Linked DNA regions of Xenopus tropicalis: region 1 is linked to region 2. Evidence: chromatin contacts called from public Hi-C data. All regions are on one chromosome and are shown on one strand. Each heading gives the region's core, a stretch centred on a gene start, on an enhancer-like site or on the middle of the called end of the contact. The rest is flanking DNA. Distances are from core to core; before and after follow the strand shown.

The links. A called contact is a pair of places that touch in the nucleus more often than the background predicts.
Region 1: a Hi-C map of brain shows a contact between it and region 2, with 6 times the contacts expected there. The contact joins the promoter of elmod3 here to the promoter of ykt6 in region 2. A contact is called at or near these places in 2 of 5 Hi-C or Micro-C datasets (brain and tailbud embryo).

The regions. Positions count from the first base shown.
Region 1 is chr3:126,672,158-126,679,127 of UCB_Xtro_10.0, forward strand. elmod3 (ELMO/CED-12 domain containing 3) reads right to left here and starts at 2,089. Exons shown (of 13, transcript NM_001079174.2): 1 at 2,021-2,089; 2 at 1,455-1,696; 3 at 557-634; 4 at 364-436. The coding sequence starts at 1,466. dbnl (drebrin like) reads right to left here. Exons shown (of 14, transcript NM_001142659.1): 13 at 5,543-6,491; 14 at 5,068-5,383. The coding sequence ends at 6,352.
Region 2 is chr3:126,519,260-126,525,861 of UCB_Xtro_10.0, forward strand. It overlaps ykt6 (YKT6 v-SNARE homolog), which reads right to left and starts at 1,652. Exons shown (of 8, transcript NM_203692.1): 1 at 1,501-1,652; 2 at 1,232-1,340. The coding sequence starts at 1,335.

The sequences.
Region 1 (6,970 bases), core at 839-3,338, 150 kb after region 2:
TCCCTCAAGCATGTGCTTGGAGAAAGAGGCACAGACTCACCCCTAAACATCAGCAAAAATACTGTTATATTTCCCACTGTGAGGTTTGTAAGTAAATGAATTAAAATATGAAAAGTACACCAGCTTAGTTACAAATCTGTTCCAGCACTGGTGGGTCAGTCACAAAGGGCTGCCTTTGATTAATAGTATTCAATGTATCTATTAAAGGTTACTGCCTGTGAAGTATAGAATACAAGGTATCTTTCCCAGCCATGAACTCTCTTTGTAAATACAAAGGTCTCAGCAAACTGCTTATAGTAACAAATATTTTGGGCTTATGGTAAGCCTCTTATAGGTTTTATGAAATATCAGCCCTCTACGTACCACATTCTTTTTCAGGTTCCCCTGCACCGCCCACAAGTGTCTGTAGGACAGTGTTCTGTTTAACAGCTGAAATCTGCAGAAATAAAGAAAGGTTTCTGGTCACTGATACTGGGCACAACTGTGCACTGGCAGATAGGGTTAATTAGGTGGCAGGTAACAGCCAATGAATATCAGCCTGGAGCTTACTACTCACCGGGAGAGCTTTCATAGCCGGCAGGAAGCTGCTCTGGGTCTCAGCAATGTCAGAGTTCTTCATCCTACCATTCATGGTCTAAATAGAGAAAAGCAGAATGAGTCCTCTTATTGCAAATGTGCTTGATAGTCAAAATTCAACACAGCTTTTGCTTATTAGTTCATATGCGGATACAGGAAAAATAACTATACTAATACATGTTCCAAGTTCTAGGCTGCTATATTCAATCTAGGAGATTTTAGAAAGATAGATTATACTGATTGTTAACTATTTTGTATCAATTTAAACAAACCTGGCAATTAAACAGTCATATATGTACCGGTGCCACAACTTTTATAGCTGTTTTCTTTTGTAGCTAGAAGGAAAAGATATTTCTTTAATTATTGGGGTTCTACATAGGAACAGTACAGCAAAGAATACTAATTGCTGGCTGAGCATACTGGGAACTACAGTTTTAGGGTGAAGACACACTGAGCTACTAGTAGCAGCTACTTGTCACGGCTACTAAAATAGACAATGCTGATCATTTACTGATAATTGTCTCTACGTGTGTTTTAGCTGAGGCAATTCTCAGTATTGTCTATGGCAGGGTATTTTCTGGATTTTAGCAGCCGTGACAAGTAGCTGCTACTAAGTAGCTCCATGTGTCATCACCCTAACAACAGTGGCAGATAGTTTGTTGGGTTAGTAATGTGCATGGATAATCAAAGGTCCCCCAGTTGCCACTGAACTACATTTGAAGGTAAATGATTATTAAAGGGGTGAAGTGGCAACTCTAGACACTGATCTTATCAGTTTCTCTTTACCTGCTCAGTCCTACAAAGCCAAGGCACCTGAGTGCAAACCACGACTGCTTAATAATAAGCTGCCCCCATGCAAGCCTTCAGATTCCCCATACCTCACTCTCCATTGTGAGATTTAGTTGTGCAGATAAACAGTTTCACAGCTGAGGGTGATCACACAGGTGTCTGCCATATTAATCCAATATATTTAGGCCCGCCCTCAGGTCTGGTAAGCGCTAACATATTTAGCATGACTGTTAGGGGGTGCAGCTGCACGGAATGAAAGCGCCCAGTTCCAGGCTACCGCCGCAGGTTGTGTGGGTCACATGAGGATCTCTCAGGTCTGCTTTCTGTAACCCTACAAAACAAGAAGAAATGACAATATTTAGAAAGGTTAAACTGGCAAAACAGGGAAACGGATACAAGAACAGAAACTGCAGTTATAATTCTTAGAATGGCTTAACCCTTGATGTGCCAGGGACAGAGAATCTATCCCCACCCCCAGAGTAAAAGCTGTGATGGTGTGATGGATCAGTGGATCTGAGTGAGTAGAGAGTGCAAGCACAATCACCTCATAATCACACAAACACACATGCATTTATATTGTATATCATTATACATACAGCAGAGCCCCGGACACAAACACTACATTCCTGCTCTATCAATCTCAGAACTTCCCTACCTCCAATCTCAGCGGCCATCAGCTTCTCCAGAGTCCTGGCAACCGAGCGGCGCGATGCATTGTGGGAAACGTAGTCTTTGCGGAGAGCCGCAAAACTTAACGTAGGGAACTCCTGAACTACAATGCCCAGCATTCCTTTAGTCCCCGCCCCTAGCTAATTTTGGACCGGGTGATTAGCTCGCTGTTAACGTGCGTCACAAGGCAAGGTATGTCCCCAGAAGCCGGAAAGGTTATTGGCGGTCAGGTTGCTGTGACAGAGAGCTGGTTAGCAGGACGAGAAGAACTAAGCTGCCCCGTAACGCTCTGATTTATGGATCCAATGATTTTGCCTCCCAGTAGTCCCGATTTGTATTAAACAGCCCAGTCTCCCGGATCCCAGTTTAGCCCTTTAATTGTCCCGCTCCTTGGCATCTCCCGGCCCGCTCTCCCGACCCGCTCTCCCGACTCGCTCTCCCGACCTCTTATCCTACTCTCGCGAGAATTGAGGGCGACAGGCTGTGTAATGGGACAGGGACGGGCTGTGTAATGGGACAGGGAAGGGCTGTGTAATGGGACAGGTACGGGCTGTGTAATGGGACAGGGACGGGCTGTGTAATGGGACAGGGACGGGCTGTGTAATGGGACAGGGACGGCCTGTGTAATGGGACAGGGACGGGCTGTGTAATGGGACAGGGACGGGCTGTGTAATGGGACAGGGACGGGCTGTGTAATGGGACAGGGACGGGCTGTGTAATGGGACAGGGACGGCCTGTGTAATGGGACAGGGACGGGCTGTGTAATGGGACAGGGACGGGCTGTGTAATGGGACAGGGACGGGCTGTGTAATGGGACAGGGACGGGCTGTGTAATAGGACAGGGATAGTCTGTATAATGGGACAGGGATGGGCTGTATAATAGGACAGGGACAGGCTGTATAATGGGACAGGCTGTATAATGGGACAGGGACGGGCTGTGTAATGGGACAGGGACGGGCTGTGTAATGGGACAGGGACGGGCTGTGTAATGGGACAGGGACAGGCTGTATAATGGGACAGTGAGAGGAGAGTAACACAAGCATCATAAAAGTTCATGGAGGTGCCAAATAAGGGCTGTGATTGGCTATTAGGGGCCTCTATGCACACTATCAGCTTACAGGGGGCTTTATTTGGTACTAAATCTTGTTTTTATTCAACCGAAACTTGCCCCCAAGTCAGGAATTCAAAAATAACTCCCTGGTTTGGAACAATTTGTTGCTCAGGAGCCAATGGTTGGAGAACTCTGGGCTATATAATGGGTCAACATCCCTACTGTACCGACCAACGGCCCCGTAACCCCGAGCGTAACATCCCTACCGTACCGACCAACGGCCCCGTAACCCCGAGTGTAACATTCCTACTGTACAGACCAACGGCCCCGTAACCCTGAGCGTAACATCCCTACTGTACCGACCAACGGCCCCGTAACCCCGAGCGTAACATCCCTACTGTACCGACCAACGGCCCCGTAACCCCGAGTGTAACATTCCTACTGTACAGACCAACGGCCCCGTAACCCCGAGTGTAACATTCCTACTGTACCGACCAACGGCCCCGTAACCCCGAGCGTAACATCCCTACTGTACCGACCAACGGCCCCGTAACCCCGAGTGTAACGTCCCTACTGTACAGACCAACGGCCCCGTAACCCCGAGTGTAACATTCCTACTGTACAGACCAACGGCCCTGTAACCCCGAGTGTAACATTCCTACTGTACCGACCAACGGCCCCGTAACCCCGAGCGTAACATCCCTACTGTACCGACCAACGGCCCCGTAACCCCGAGTGTAACGTCCCTACTGTACAGACCAACGGCCCCGTAACCCCGAGTGTAACATTCCTACTGTACAGACCAACGGCCCTGTAACCCCGAGCGTAACATCCCTACTGTACCGACCAACGGCCCCGTAACCCCGAGCGTAACATCCCTACTGTACCGACCAACGGCCCCGTAACCCCGAGCGTAACATCCCTACTGTACCGACCAACGGCCCCGTAACCCCGAGTGTAACATCCCTACTGTACCGACCAACGGCCCCGTAACCCCGAGTGTAACATCCCTACTGTACCGACCAACGGCCCCGTAACCCCGAGTGTAACATCCCTACTGTACCGACCAACGGCCCCGTAACCCCGAGTGTAACATCCCTACTGTACCGACCAACAGCCCCGTAACCCTGAGTGTAACATCCCTACCGTACCGACCAACAGACCCGTAACCCCGAGTGTAACATCCCTACTGTACCGACCAACCAACAGCCCCGTAAGCCTGAGTGTAACATCCCTACTGTACCGACCAACAGCCCCGTAACCCCGAGTGTAACATCCCTACTGTACCGACCAACAGCCCCGTAACCCCGAGTGTAACATCCCTACTGTACCGACCAACGGCCCCGTAACCCCGAGTGTAACATCCCTACTGTACCGACCAACGGCCCCGTAACCCCGAGTGTAACATCCCTACTGTACCGACCAACAGCCCCGTAACCCCGAGTGTAACATCCCTACTGTACCGACCAACGGCCCCGTAACCCCGAGTGTAACCTCCCTACTGTACCAACCAACGGCCCCGTAACCCCGAGTGTAACAACATCCCTACCATACTGACCAACGGCCCCGTAACCCTGAGTGTAACATCCCTACTGTACCGACCAACGGCCACTGTAACCAGGCTCTTGTTGCATGGGAACATGTGCCAACTAAAGGTCACTTATTCCAAGAATACCCCGCACATATATTTAAGCCACAAATTCCTTACAGGATGGGGTAACTGAAATGCCATCTTACAAATGGCTTAGATATCTAGATCTACCCCAAAAAGCTTGTGGGATTAGAGACCTGGAAGATTTTCTTGCAGGATCAGCACGATTAATAAACAGCAAATAGTAAGATGCCCAAACACTCATTATTATTGTACCCTTGTGGCTGCAATCATTTCTCAGTGCCAAAGAGGGAGCTGTGGCCCCATCATGGGGTTACGTGTCACCAACCTATCAATATTCACCATTTTACAAGCTAAAAGAAAATGAAGCCAGTATTACAAAGTCTTTTATTTTTTAATGATTAAAAAAACCAAGAACAAGAAATAAGTTTCAGCATGATTATGTGATTTCACAGGACACAGAATTATGTATCATCCTTAGCATGATCCTACAAGCCCAGAGATTCCAAACCAGCATTCAATAGTCACAGGGGAGGCATGGATGTGGTCTCTACAGACCGCCCACCACATTTCACATTAAGTAGGAGCACAGGTAAGGGGGGGGGGGGGTATTCTGGGGATGGGGTATACAGGAATGTTTGTAGGAAAAGCAAATACTGGCAGCTTAGTGTGGGCATAGGAAAGCAAGTGAGGATAAATGAGAGGGTAAAAGGAAGAACCGAGACTAACTATCCTTACCAATAACTGTCGCTTAAAAAGAAGCCCATGGAATGCTACCAAGTAATAATTACAGTGACAGTCATGTCATGTGGGAAATCCATTCTGGTTTCTTATCTGACAGAGCACACGAAGATAAAGTAATAATGGGTGGAACGTTCATCCCGGGTCTATTAACTCACAGCAACCACATATTCCCTTTCAAACAGCAAACCAATACATGTTGCCTGCTCATTGATTGCTATGTGACTTCTGGGTTAACATTCGCTTTGTCAATGTTCTCGCTTTGCCCAATTGGAATCATGGGAGTGCTGGGGGAGAAAAGGCTCTGGCTGGGTGGCTAGACAAGCAATAATCCTTGGGCACATCTAAACCAACCAATAAAACCAGAAGGTGGGATAAACAGCAAGAAAGCCTTGTGAGTAGTGAATATCAAGCAAGGTGGCCTAGCGACACAGCCTGGAGTGGGGCTAAACAAGCATGAACCCCTTGGCGTGGTCCTTGAAGGCTGGGCAATAGTGGGAGATAATGTTCAAAGAGGGGAAAAAGCTGAAGGAGCTGAACAAAAAGATCAAGGAAGCAGGAGGAGTGACTAATAGACCCTTTGGTCCACAGAGCTAGCAATTATAGCCCAGTGTAAGACCCTCAGTCTTGCAGAGTCCAACAGAAATGCCAACAGAGCTGCCTGCACAGCACAAGGAATGCTTTCTCACAGCACCTAGGATAAAAGTTGATCAAAAGCCCTGGTGCTAAACTAAGAATAGTATATAAATTAACCGTCTAGTTGGTCAACAGGAAGCATTTTGTTCAAGTGAAGACATGAAGTGCTTTTCTTGTGGTAATAGCCTATGGTGTTAGAACCGTTTTAGTGCAACAGGAACCTCTCATTGCCAGGACCAACCTCCCCCCATACTGCTTGTGCTCAGCACCAGCAAACTCACTCTAGCAACTCAACATAATTGGCTGGGAACATTCCAAAGTGACCATTGGGACCAATACCGCGCCACCAGCCTTCGTCAATCTTCTCGATATGTGTTATAAAGTCGTCTGGGTCAAATGAGATCTCTGTATCATCAGCTGCAAAGAAGGAAAGAAAAAAAATCCCCACCGTTATTTTATATATATATATATATACATATATATATATACATATATATATATACATACATATACATACATATATATATACATACATATATATATACATACATATATATATACATACATATATATATACATACATATATATATATATATACATACATATACAGTGGTGTGAAAAACTATTTGCCCCCTTCCTGATTTCTTATTCTTTTGCATGTTTGTCACACATAAATGTTTCTGATCATCAAACACATTTAACTATTAGTCAAAGATAACACAAGTAAACACAAAATGCAGTTTTTAAATGAGGGTTTTTATTATTTAGGGAGAAAAAAAATCCAAACCTACATGGCCCTGTGTGAAAAAGTAATTGCCCCCTGAACCTAATAACTGGTTGGGCCACCCTTAGCAGCAATAACTGCAATCAAGCGTTTGCGATAATTTGCAACGAG
Region 2 (6,602 bases), core at 402-2,901:
CCAGCTTGGTAACCACTGCATATATATTATACTGTGAGCATAGGGGGCACCCAGCTTGGTAACCACTGCATATATATTATACTGTGAGCATAGGGTGGGCACCCAGCTTGGTAACCACTGCATATATATTATACTGTAAGCATAGGGTGGGCACCCAGCTTGGTAACCACTGCATATATATTATACTGTGAGCATAGGGGGCACCCAGCTTGGTAACCACTGCATATATATTATACTGTGAGCATAGGGGGCACCCAGCATGGTAACCACTGCATATATATTATACTGTGAGCATAGGGTGGCACCCAGCTTGGTAACCATTGCATATATATTATACTGTGAGCATAGGGTGGGCACCCAGCTTGGTAACCACTGCATATATATTATACTGTGAGCATAGGGTGGCACCCAGCTTGGTAACCACTGCATACATATTATACTGTGAGCATAGGGGGCACCCAGCTTGGTAACCACTGCATATATATTATACTGTGAGCATAGGGTGGCACCCAGCTTGGTAACCACTGCATATATATTATACTGTGAGCATAGGGGGCACCCAGCTTGGTAACCATTGCATATATATTATACTGTGAGCATAGGGGGGCACCCAGCTTGGTAACCATTGCATATATATTATACTGTGAGCATAGGGTGGGCACCCAGCTTGGTAACCACTGCATATATATTATACTGTGAGCATAGGGTGGCACCCAGCTTGGTAACCACTGCATATATATTATACTGTGAGCATAGGGGGCACCCAGCTTGGTAACCACTGCATATATATTATACTGTGAGCATAGGGGGCACCCAGCATGGTAACCACTGCATATATATTATACTGTGAGCATAGGGTGGGCACTCAGCTTGGTAACCACTGCATATATATTATACTGTGAGCATAGGGTGGCACCCAGCTTGGTAACCACTGCATATATATTATACTGTGAGCATAGGGTGGGCACCCAGCTTGGTAACCACTGCATATATATTATACTGTGAGCATAGGGTGGGCACCCAGCTTGGTAACCACTGCATATATATTATACTGTGAGCATAGGGTGGGCACCCAGCTTGGTAACCACTGCATATATTATACTGTGAGCATAGGGGGCACCCAGCATGGTAACCACTGCATATATATTATACTGTGAGCATAGGGGGCACCCAGCTTGGTAACCACTGCATATATATTATACTGTGAGCATAGGGTGGGCACCCATCATACCTGGATCTCTGGAAGAAGCTGAAGGAGGAGACATCATAGGCACTTTTCAGAAGACTGACCTTGTTATCTCCCTTATATAGAACACTGAGACTGTAAAGCTTCATGGTGGCTGCAAGAGAGAGAGGGGAGGATTGGGGTAAATGGTTCCATATAACAAGGACAGATGAGCACACACATCAGTGCTAGGCAGGGCAGCCATGAGCGGGGGACAGCAGTCCTGGGCCCGATGGGTTGTGGGTCTCTAGGTGGGCCGGCTGTGCTGCACTTACTTGGCTCACAGGGCCCCCCTGCTGTCAGTGAGATGTAGACTTCGGGAGGGGTGTTGGATGCTGAAGTGCCTGCGTGTCGTCTCCCCTACACAGCCTTAATAATAGCACCAAGTCCCGCTTTTCCCAACAGCCCAACAGTCCCGGGTCGCTACTTACAGGTCCCGCAAAACTGTTAACTGCAGCCTCCAACCCTCCTCCAGTCTTACAGGAAATCCCAACGCCACAAGTCTCATCACCACTACACGTAAGCGCAGTGACGCAACACGTTGCCGCCCGATGGGCGTGGCGAGCCGGCGTAACTCAGTGTTACATAGTCGGAAGCTGCTGGTTAATCGTGGCGGCTTCTCTCAAAATCGCATGTTGTTGTGCTTGCGCTTTCTGTTTCTCTGAGTGAACACTTATCTTTGTTGTTGGTTTCTCGTTATGCCATTCGCCATTTCAGTCCCAATAAAAGTCATTTATGTTTTATGCTAAAGGTTCGCAAGAAAAAAGGCTTCCATGGTTACCAACTGCCCCTGCAGCCATTGGAGTTTATTTTCCCAATTTCAGCCTGCGTCTGGATCTCCTCCATATTTATAACTTTGGAAAATGCACAGAACTTTTGGCATGTCTGAAGTTGATTGGTAATTTTACTGGCATGTCTGGGGTTAATATGCCCTTTATCAATTTAATGTAGTCATACTGGCATGTTTGAAGTTAATATGTCCTTTATTCTTTTTATTTAGTGATTATACTGGCACATCTGGGCCATGTAAAGTGGGTGTGGCACGTGGGGCGTGGTCACAAAGCAGGCGTGGCCAAATTTTTTTTTTGCCACACTACCTGAGTCACATATTTTTGTCCCTCTTTCTCTTAATAAAATGTTGGGAGGTATGTTGTTATATACCCTGTAAGATAAGAAAGAAACTGTTACTGTATATACAGTGCCCCCCCCCACACTTTAAATGTAAAATCAATAAAGAAAGATCATTTAAAAAGATCTATAATAAGTATATATTTGTAGCAGAGGGTATTGTACCATAGGAAGGACAAATATGGAGGTTTCCTACAAAGTGGTACAGCTGCTCTATACCCTGTGGGAACCATTTGGGAGACATTATCAGTGGTTTTCTTTTCCCTTTCATGGTCATGGGACTTTTTCTGCCGTTTGGCTTTGATTAATGAGCCTTCCTGTAGCGGAGAGGTCCCAGTACCAAAGCCACAGAATAGAAACTTCTTACAAAAAAGTACTTTGTTACCCACATGCATAGCGAATACATACTGCATGGCTGCATGGAAACCAGTGTGGGCTGCACTCGGATATAGGAGGCCTCATTTATCAAGCCAAATATCCCATGGCCAAGATATGAGCAGATGTACTAAATAGGTATCCTGTATTTAAAGGGAAAAACTTGCTGGGCTGGGCCCAGCAGGGACAGAGCATGTTCTCCTTGTATCCCTTTTAAAGGGGCTGTTCACTGAGTTAACATTTAGTATGATGTAGAGAGTAATATTCAGAGACAATTTCCAATTGGTCTTCATTTTTTCATTATTTGTAGTTTTAAATAACTTCAATAATTGTTCAGCAGCTCTCCAGTTTGGTGTTAGAACAGCTATTGGGTTACTAAGGTCCAAATTACCTTAGCAACCAGGGAGGGGCTTGAATGAGAGACTGATATATGACTAGGAGAGGGACTGAATAGAAATAAAAAGTTATCAAAAGTAACAATAACACTGTAGCTTCACAGAGGAAAGCTTTTGGCTGCCGCGGTCACCGACCCCCATTTGAAAGCTGCAAGAAGTAATTCAAATTGAAAATAATTCAAAATTTATATGAAGTCCAAATGAAAAGTTGCTTAGAACTGGTCAATCTATAAAACATACTAAAAGCTAAATTGAGCCACCCCTTTAAAGGGCAATGCATCCCAAAGCAGAAATGAACATATTACTATAAGTGATAAAATCCCTAATCTGGTGCCATACAGCATAATGTTCATTCCGGGGGCTGCGTCTCCTAGTGTCTCCTTAATCTTAGTGGGTTGTATGCCATGTACAAAATGGCCTCTCAGTCTCTGTCGTTGGTCACTTTATATTGAACAAGGGGCAATGAAAAGTACTGTCTATGGCAGGGAATTTTCTGGCCTTTAGTAGCTGCTACTAAGTAGCTCCGTGTGTCTTGGCCCTAAAGGGAACTGCTGTTATGTATTGTTTTTGTTCAAGTACATATATATTCTAAATATACTGTGTGAGTGTGTATATAATGTATAGAGAGAATGTTTGAATAATGACAGTTAAATAAACATTTGCAGAACCCCCAAACCAAACAGGTTCTGCCGGCTCTTATTCTCAGTACACGGATGGGGCGATGAAGAGAGAAGCACTGCACTAATTTCACACCCATTCCTTTGTGGCAGATATTTGGGTAGTGTTTATTGGACATCTGGGCGGCCATATTGGGCAATATCTGACTGTCAGCAAGGTGACTGTATAACAGCCATGTTGGCTCATATATGGGCCCCTAGACAGAAACGCCAGTTACCAACCAAACACAAGCTGGGTGTAAAGCTGCTACAGGTTGGGTGGTGCTACGCAGGCAGGCATCCCAAGCCCGCCCTGTCCCTCCTCCAATTGCAGGATAATGGTGATTCCTCTGAACGCTCCAATATGGCCGTTACATGCAGGAGACCCCCTTCACCGGTATGTGAGCTGCAGCGCCATTACAAGGAACGTCAAAATAACTAAATGTCGGCTTTGCAAATGAATAGTTACGAGTGGATTTGCCAGAAATTCAATTGTTCTCTGCAGTGAACTTTTTTGCATGTTTTCCTACATGTAAAAACCCAAAGGAAAATCCGCCCTATAATGAGCAGGGGGAGATAAACTCAAATGCCTCTAATGAATAAATATTGGATAGAACTAATAAATGGGACACTTCCGCTGATCAAACTGACATACAATGCCCGGGGGGCACCTGGGAAATTTGAGAAAATATGGGAACCCTGGCTAGATGCCAACCCCAGTATATCTCTACCGGATGATTAATACGCACATAACCCCTGGTGTACCTTGACAAGTTGATACCACATGGAGTTCTAACTGTCACCAAGTATAAAACGCAAATGATATATAAGTGATAAAGATGATGTAAGTGCCAATTATTTTACTTTATCTGTTTTTCTTTTGTTTTATTTCTGTTTGTTTGTTTGTTTAAAAATGCAAAATAAAAACCTTTTAAAAAAAAAAAATGTCCCATTGCCCTAGAGGCACTTCCCTGGGAGAAATATGGGTGGTGGGTATAAAAGGGCATTGTGATCTACAGTTAATTACCTAGGACCACTGAGGCAAGGGTCCTTCTAATGAAGTAGCATAGGACCCCGTTATTTCTAATGGTGGCCCTTTTGCAGTGCAGTCAATGCTATATGCAGCCACAGACACTGGACAGCACTGTGCTCATAGATACCCTTAATCATCCCCTCCCTCCTTGTACTGCCAGTACCGAGCAGCTGGGGGTGCCACCTTTTCTGCGATTTTTACCCTTTCGCTCTATTAATAACATTGGCATCAGGGAAGGTTTGTACCAGCCAGGCGGCAGCACAAGGGCAGCTGATCCATCACATTATATAAAGGTCACAGCAGAAAATGGATCAGTTCTGTTTGATTAAAGGGTCCTTCCTTGGGCCCCAAGTCTCCAGGGCTGCTCCTCTCAGGTCTTGTAGAACTACAACTAACACCAAGGGTGCAGAGCAGTAAATGACAATTACAAGGGCACAAGAATAATAATAGTTTTTCTCTACCCACCTATAGAGTATTGGAGAGGGAATGTGCCACATAAGGGCAGGGGGTGGGGGTGCGATCAGACAGATTTAAACTTATTTTTACTTCATTCTCCAGGTCACAGAACCCAGCACCTTATAAGGGTTTCCCCCTATGAATACGATTAGTAGTTTTATCCCCGACAGTCACGCGAAGAGCACTGCCCGCAAACTTGTACATAACTCGCCCCCCCTGCCGCCAATGCCCCCACATCCCAGCAGGACACCCAGCACCTCAGCTGTAGTACAACTATGTTGCTGGTGGGCCAGTGACAGACTAGCACAATGCTTATTGGAGGAGCCTCTGACTGGGGCCACTCCCCATTGAATAACAGTGCGGGGCGGAGCCCAGTTAAAAGCAAACATTGTGACGGGGGGCGGGGACATAGCTCACATTGGCTTCTTACTGACATATCGCTGAGTCACCAATAATAGGGCGGGCTATCGTACCGAACAATTCTATTGGCTGTTTGATTTGCAGAGAGTTTGGCGCCTGAAGATGCTGCTGATTCCGTTATGGGACCAAGTAGCTAATGGCTGTGTGGGAGCTGCACTCCGAGTGTGAGGGACAGTCAGACACGCTAGGGAATCCCACACTGCCCTACAGATATAGAGCGCCCTCTAGTGGTTTAGCTGTGAGGGGATTATCTGTTGAAACTATAACTCTCACTCACCTTTCCACTAGTTTTTCAAAAGAGAAAACAAATATATTTTTTCTCTTTTATTTTGGAGCTTGACGTGAGACCCTGCTTTTCTTGCTGCTAACTTGAAATGCTTTGGCTGGGGAAGAGGGATTGGAAGTGTATGGACTCAATGGGGGGAACTCACAAAGGTGAAGAGAGCCCTTTTTTGAGGTAAAAGTTGTGGATAAACTGGTGGAAAACACTTTCTCCATATTCACAAACGGAAATCCGCCTAAATTCCGACTCAACCACCACGTCTCAGTTTTTAGCGAAAGAAAGACAGTTTACACACACTTTTGTGAATTTGTCATTTAAATGACATTTATACGGCATTTTAACAACATTCTTTCCTGAAAATTTTCTCCGCCATTTTGAAAATGGAGTAAAGCTCAGTGTAACTCTGTCAGATAAATTCTAAGCTCTTCTGTTTTGCTTTGTTTCACCCAGTCTCCATTTCCCACCTCTGGTAGGGGCACCATTGGGGATCATTAACATATTAATGGGGATTAGCAGACACATTTCTGTCTAACCCTAGAACAATAGGTGCAAAAAGCCTCATTAACATTAAAGTAAAACACTGATTTAACAAAAAGATTTGTCTGTCTGTAAGCTGTGGAGAGGTTGTTAC